2 separate regions of the Gasterosteus aculeatus genome follow, and region 1 is linked to region 2. The links are chromatin contacts, called in public Hi-C maps. All regions are on one chromosome and are shown on one strand. Each heading gives the region's core, a stretch centred on a gene start, on an enhancer-like site or on the middle of the called end of the contact. The rest is flanking DNA. Distances are from core to core; before and after follow the strand shown.

What was found. Hi-C and Micro-C count contacts between places; a contact is called where the count stands out from the background.
Region 1: a contact with region 2 is called in a Hi-C map of whole body, with 10 times the contacts expected there. The contact joins the enhancer-like site here to the promoter of otud5a in region 2. A contact is called at or near these places in 3 of 6 Hi-C or Micro-C datasets (liver, skeletal muscle and whole body).

The regions. Positions count from the first base shown.
Region 1 is chr2:523,326-526,025 of fGasAcu3.hap1.1, reverse strand. The region is part of intron 6 of plxna3 (plexin A3); the gene reads left to right. Among protein-coding and RNA genes, the nearest start is that of plxna3, 15 kb to the left of the region's middle. Within about 2 kb of position 1,350, at least 6 of the 9 cell types and tissues checked have open chromatin away from gene starts, as enhancers often do.
Region 2 is chr2:422,559-425,499 of fGasAcu3.hap1.1, reverse strand. It overlaps otud5a (OTU deubiquitinase 5a), which reads right to left and starts at 1,648. Exons shown (of 9, transcript XM_078080963.1): 1 at 590-1,648; 2 at 115-205. The coding sequence starts at 1,168. cdk16 (cyclin dependent kinase 16) reads right to left here. Exons shown (of 15, transcript XM_078080977.1): 15 at 2,802-2,941.

The DNA.
Region 1 (2,700 bases), core at 101-2,600, 100 kb before region 2:
ATACAATAAGGAGGGTTTGATTCATTTCTCTGGTGGAATCTGGACTCAAGCGTTTCTTCTCAAATGGGAAAAACGCTTCTGGGTTTCTTCTATATTTTAGGGTTAAATCATAGTGAAGCTCCAGTTTATCTACAGACCCTCAGAGACCCCCAAAGACCACGTATTTGCTCCCCGAATGTCAGCAGGCATTTAGGCTGTTACAGCCAGATGTCCAGCTCTTACTGAGGCGGTCTGTGGACTAAACAGGAAATAATTGTGGACCTGAAACCAGAAGCCACAGAGGGACTTTTAGTTGGTGCGACCACCCACAGAGAAACCCCGGCGTGGTTAGAAGGTTAACATCTGAGCTGCAGCTCCACCCTGCTTCTTATAGGAAGAGCTAAACTGGCTGTGGGTTCCTGACTCAAAGGTCAGATCAGGACGGAGCTACTAATGCTAACTCCACTCTCTGAGAACACGTAGCCGGGTGGAGCTACTAATGCTAACTCTTCTCTCTGAGAACACGTAGCCGGGTGGAGCTACTAATGCTAACTCCACCCTCTGAGAACACGTAGCTGGGTGGAGCTACTAATGCTAACTCTACTCTCTGAGAACACGTAGCCGGGTGGAGCTGCTAATGCTAACTCTTCTCTCTGAGAACACGTAGCCGGGTGGAGCTACTAATGCTAACTCTACTCTCTGAGAACACGCAGCCGGGTGGAGCTACTAATGATAACTACTCTCTGAGAACACGTAGCCGGGTGGAGCTACTAATGCTAACTCCACTCTCTGAGAACATGCAGCCGGGTGGAGCTACTAATGCTAACTCTTCTCTCTGAGAACACGTAGCCGGGTGGAGCTACTAATGCTAACTCTACTCTCTGTGAACACATAGCCGGGTGGAGCTACTAATGCTAACTCTACTCTCTGAGAACACGCAGCCGGGTGGAGCTACTAATGCTAACTCTACTCTCTGAGAACACGTAGCCAGGTGGAGCTACTAATGCTAACTACTCTCTGAGAACACGTAGCCGGGTGGAGCTACTAATGCTAACTACTCTCTGAGAACACGTAGCCGGGTGGAGCTACTAATGCTAATGCAGTTCTTGAACATCTCAACAGTTGCCATTGTAGCAATAGCAGCATTTCTCGTAGTAGCAGTTACTGTGGCAACAGCAGCCCTTCTTTTCATATCTCCTCTTCTTCTTCTTGTATCAGCTCATCTGACAGCTGATTGCGTACAGAGAGGGTGATGTCATCAGCATGTAAGGAGAGAACGAGGCGACAGGAAGTGTGTGTGTGTGTGTGTGTGTGTGTGCGCGCGCTGAGTCCTAAACAAACAGGCCTGAGGGAGGAGACACGCTACACTGACCTCACCTCAAACACGTCTCAGCCGGCCAATCAGTTTTCTTTTTTGTATGAAAGGACATATCCTCCCTGTTCTCTCCTCCACTAGCACAAAGTGAATCAGTGTATATGAGTCAGCCAATCAGCTGCCTCCTTCATAGTGCTCTTATCCCTGATTGGCTGATGACATGTCAAGGAATAATTCAACAGTAACCAAGCTTCTTCTTGTCTGGGATCAGATGCTCCGTGCCAGAGAGGGAAATGAGTCCTCTGATTGAGATTCATATCATATTGATTATTTTGAGGAGAGGCCTGCACCTGTTCCTCTCTCCGCTTGGCTTCCTCCTCCTGTAGACCTGTGTGCAGGATAAGCGGTTTGATGATGGATGGATGGACATTTAACCTCTATTAATATTAATAATAAATGTCCTTAATTGGCCTTCCTGTATATGCATTTTTCATCAAATGGCAGCAATGAGACTATTAGGCAGTAGTCTACAGATTCAAACCGCTTGAACATTCAGCAGAACGCTGTCTTTGCATCCGAGTGGGACGTGTCTCACCGACTATGTACACTCAGGCCCTTTCTCAATACCACCAAGACGGCGACAACGGAGGACAGACTCGGGAGTCCTGACTAACGTTACAGGAGAACCGAGAACAGTCATTTCCGCAATATGAACAACAGCTGACTAGATGAGTCACCGCGTCAGCTGGTCTTGCTAATACATTTCAATACAGTTCTTGACTTAAGTATTTTACTGTTATCAAGCTTTTGTTGTGTTTTCATTTTGGATTAGAAATGGTGTATTTATAAAATGGAGCACCAGAGTAAATATATATCAGTCAAAAAATAATTAGGCCAAATATCTCAATGGATCAGATCACAGTTGTTAAACAGTCAAACATCTTTTTAAAGGAGATGAAGAGGAGCAGCTGTAGTTCTTTACTGGATCACACTGACAGGTTTATATCTACTTTGTATTCATATTGGATGGAAGAACAACATACAAACATTACTGAGGTGAACATTTAATTCAGGGCTTTTGTATTACATCAAGAATCGGGAACATCACACTGCATTAGCGTTCTAATGGTTTCATACTTTCATCAAAGTAAGACGAGGTTGGATACAGTAAGAACAATTAAACACTATTTTATTGGATAGTAACACATTCCACTTACACACACCTACCGTTTGTCTTCTTGTTACTCAAACACCAAGAGGCCGATGATCAGTGTGATGGTCCTCGTACAGTTAAACGCACAAACAGCACTATAAATCACATTGCCGATGTACCTGAACCTCTTCTGTGTCTCCACGTTACGTAATAGTATGTTATGTATATAATATGGTGATCAATGAGGCTATAC
Region 2 (2,941 bases), core at 399-2,898:
GACCGGCCGATGGGCATCTTCAACTTAGGAGACGGCGACCCCTGACCTTACACTCAGATAAGACCAGAGGCTGCAGTGTGTGTGTGTGTGTGTGTGTGTGTGTGTCTCACTTACCAACGGCTCTGAACAGACACGCTCCGTCCTCCTTCATCTTCTTGATGACAAAACCGTTCTTTTCCCTCAGAGCTTTTTCAAACCAGTGCTCCTGCTGAACGAACACACACACACACACACACACACACACACACACGCACACACACACACACAGTCAGCTGTGTACGGGTTTGTTGAAAGTTTCACATTCAGTTGATTCTCACATTATTAAAGTAAAAAGACTAATCGTCGCGGTGACACTTTAAATACGCATAACGGGAGCGTGACGTCATTATCGTGTATCGATAAAAGTGAACAAAACCGCGCGTATTAATATTACACGTCATATTGTTTCCGCTCAGTGTTTGTGCTGATCAGCTGTCTCGCTAACAAACGTCCATTAGGTATCGATGAAGCCCGCCGGAAGCTAATGCTAACACATCAAAACACACTGCGCTAGCATTAGCCCGTGCTAACGCTAACGTTAGCTTCCTACCTGCTCCACCGTGGCCGGGTCCACGGACTGCAGCCGGGCCGCGTTCTCGTACTCGTCCTCGCTGTTGTTCCCGGCTCCCTCCTCCGTGTCCTGGCTGGAGCCTCCCGCGGGTCCGGTGACGCCGGGCTGGCCTCCGCCGGCCAGAGCGGCCGCCACCCCGCCGGAGCAGGTGCCCGCCTGCCGCCGCCTCTTGCTGAGTCCGGGCCCGGAACAGCAGCTGCCGATGCCTCCGCTGCAGCCGACGACTCCGGCCGAGACGACGATCTCCCCGCGGGATCCAGCCCCCATCCCGCCACTGCCGTCCCGCCCGTCCCCCGGTCCCGCCGGGGACGCTGAGCCGACGGGCGGCGGAGAGGCCTGCTGCGGCCGGGAGCTCGCCTCGATGCTCCGCCGGTCGTCCCTCGCGGAGGGCGGAGCGGGCTGGTAGGACCACGGCGGGGGCGAAGCCCTCGACCGGGCTCCGCTCCGCCCCGCGTGCGGGTGTTGGTGTGGGTCCGAGCCGCTCCGACGGTCGCTGTCATCGGTGTGGTCCGACACGCCGACCCCGGAGCTGGGCTTCTTCTTGGGGAGAATCGTCATGGTTGTGTGTGTGTGTGTGTGTGTGTGTGTGTGTGTGTGAGAGAGAGGGAGGGAGGGAGGGAGGGGGTCAGAGGGTGACGAGTCCTCCCTTTCTGGATCAAATGCTGCGGTGTTTTCGAGCCTCCGGTCCGGCCGCTCGGGACCGATCACCGACCGTGAGCCTCGACCCGACCGGAACCGACGACAGAAACAACGGCTCGGCTCCTTTTCGACGGTTTGGTTGAACAAAAACAGAACGCGGCTCCTCTTCCCGTTCTGCTGCCGTCCGGCGCACAAAACATCAACACGATCTGACGGCCGCTACGTCACTTCCGCGTTACGACGCACTTTCTGTTTTTACGTCAGGCCGTTAATCGGATCTTTATTTGTATCATTTAATGAAGGAGCAGTTTCTGTGTTTAACATCTGTCTGAATGTACTTTGATATAGTAAAGTACTATTTTATTATCATCATTATTATTGTTATTAGATATTGTTATTTGTATGATTGTTATTTAAATGTATTACTATGGTAACAATTATTATTTAAATATATTTTCATCATTATGTTTTTTTTATTAATATTATAATTGTTCGCGTTATTATTAGTAATAGAAGTATCATTAATCACGAAACAATAAAAAATGGGAAAAGTATAAATTAAAACATAACTACAGATTTAATTCTGTTACTGTTTAAAATGAGAGTGAATTATAATACTAAACACTTAATTTCTTGTCATATTAATTCATGCTTCGTTTCATTCATTTTTTTCATCTGATGGAGGAACCTGGTTTTCTTTACTAAATTGATTCAATTTCTTCCGTTATTTGTATAAACCTCGGTGGAGGAGTCACAGAATGTTAGTGGGGGTGGAGCTGCAGGGGGGAGGTGGTGTAAGGAGTCAAGGAGCAGCTCCCGGTCATCACTGAGGACTTGTGTGTCTTCTGTGTGTCTTCTGTGTGTCTTCTGTTCCCAAGAACCCAGGAAGCTCAGTCACGCTACATGTCAGTCCAACAAAAATCTACATTCTTCTTCCTTCAAGGTGACACCACTGTGTTAACTTATTAATTCATTAACCAAGTTAAATAGTTAGCAGGTTAACTGTGAGTTTCCCTCTTGTCTGTTTGATGTATTTTTGCATTATTCAGTCTGTTTCTGTCATTTTTTGTCTTTTTCATCATCTTGTCTGTTTTGCAAAATATTTCAGATGCTTCATCTTTTAACCCGACAAATCACTTTTTATGATTTTTAGTGTTTCACTATTTAGACTTTTTGTCTGTTTTGCCAAAGTTTTCTATTTTTGTCTGTTTCTTGTTTTTTTCCTAATTTTGTCTGTTTTGGTTGAAGTTTTCAGATTCCTTCACTTTGTCCTTTTGTTTTTCATTATTTTGTCTTTCTCGGTGAATTCCAGTTTTGTCTTTTGTCTGAATCCTTCTAATATCTTATATGTTTCATTGTTTTCTCATCACTTTGCCTGTTTTGATGAATTTTCCAGGTCTTTCATCTTTGTTTGTCATCTTATTGTCTTATTTGATCAATTTGTTTCATCATTTTGTCTGTATAGTGACTTTCTCAGATGCTCCGTCAGTGTTTTTTTCCAGCCTTTTGTTTGTTTGGGTAAATAACCCCAACCAATCACAATACACCCAAAGCAGATAAATACTTTTAATGTATATTCATACTGTAAACATATCCAGAATACATGTAGTCAACATAATTGTACATAGAATATATATATAAATTAATTCTCCATACTTTCATTGGTATTCATAGTATGCAGATCAGTTATTG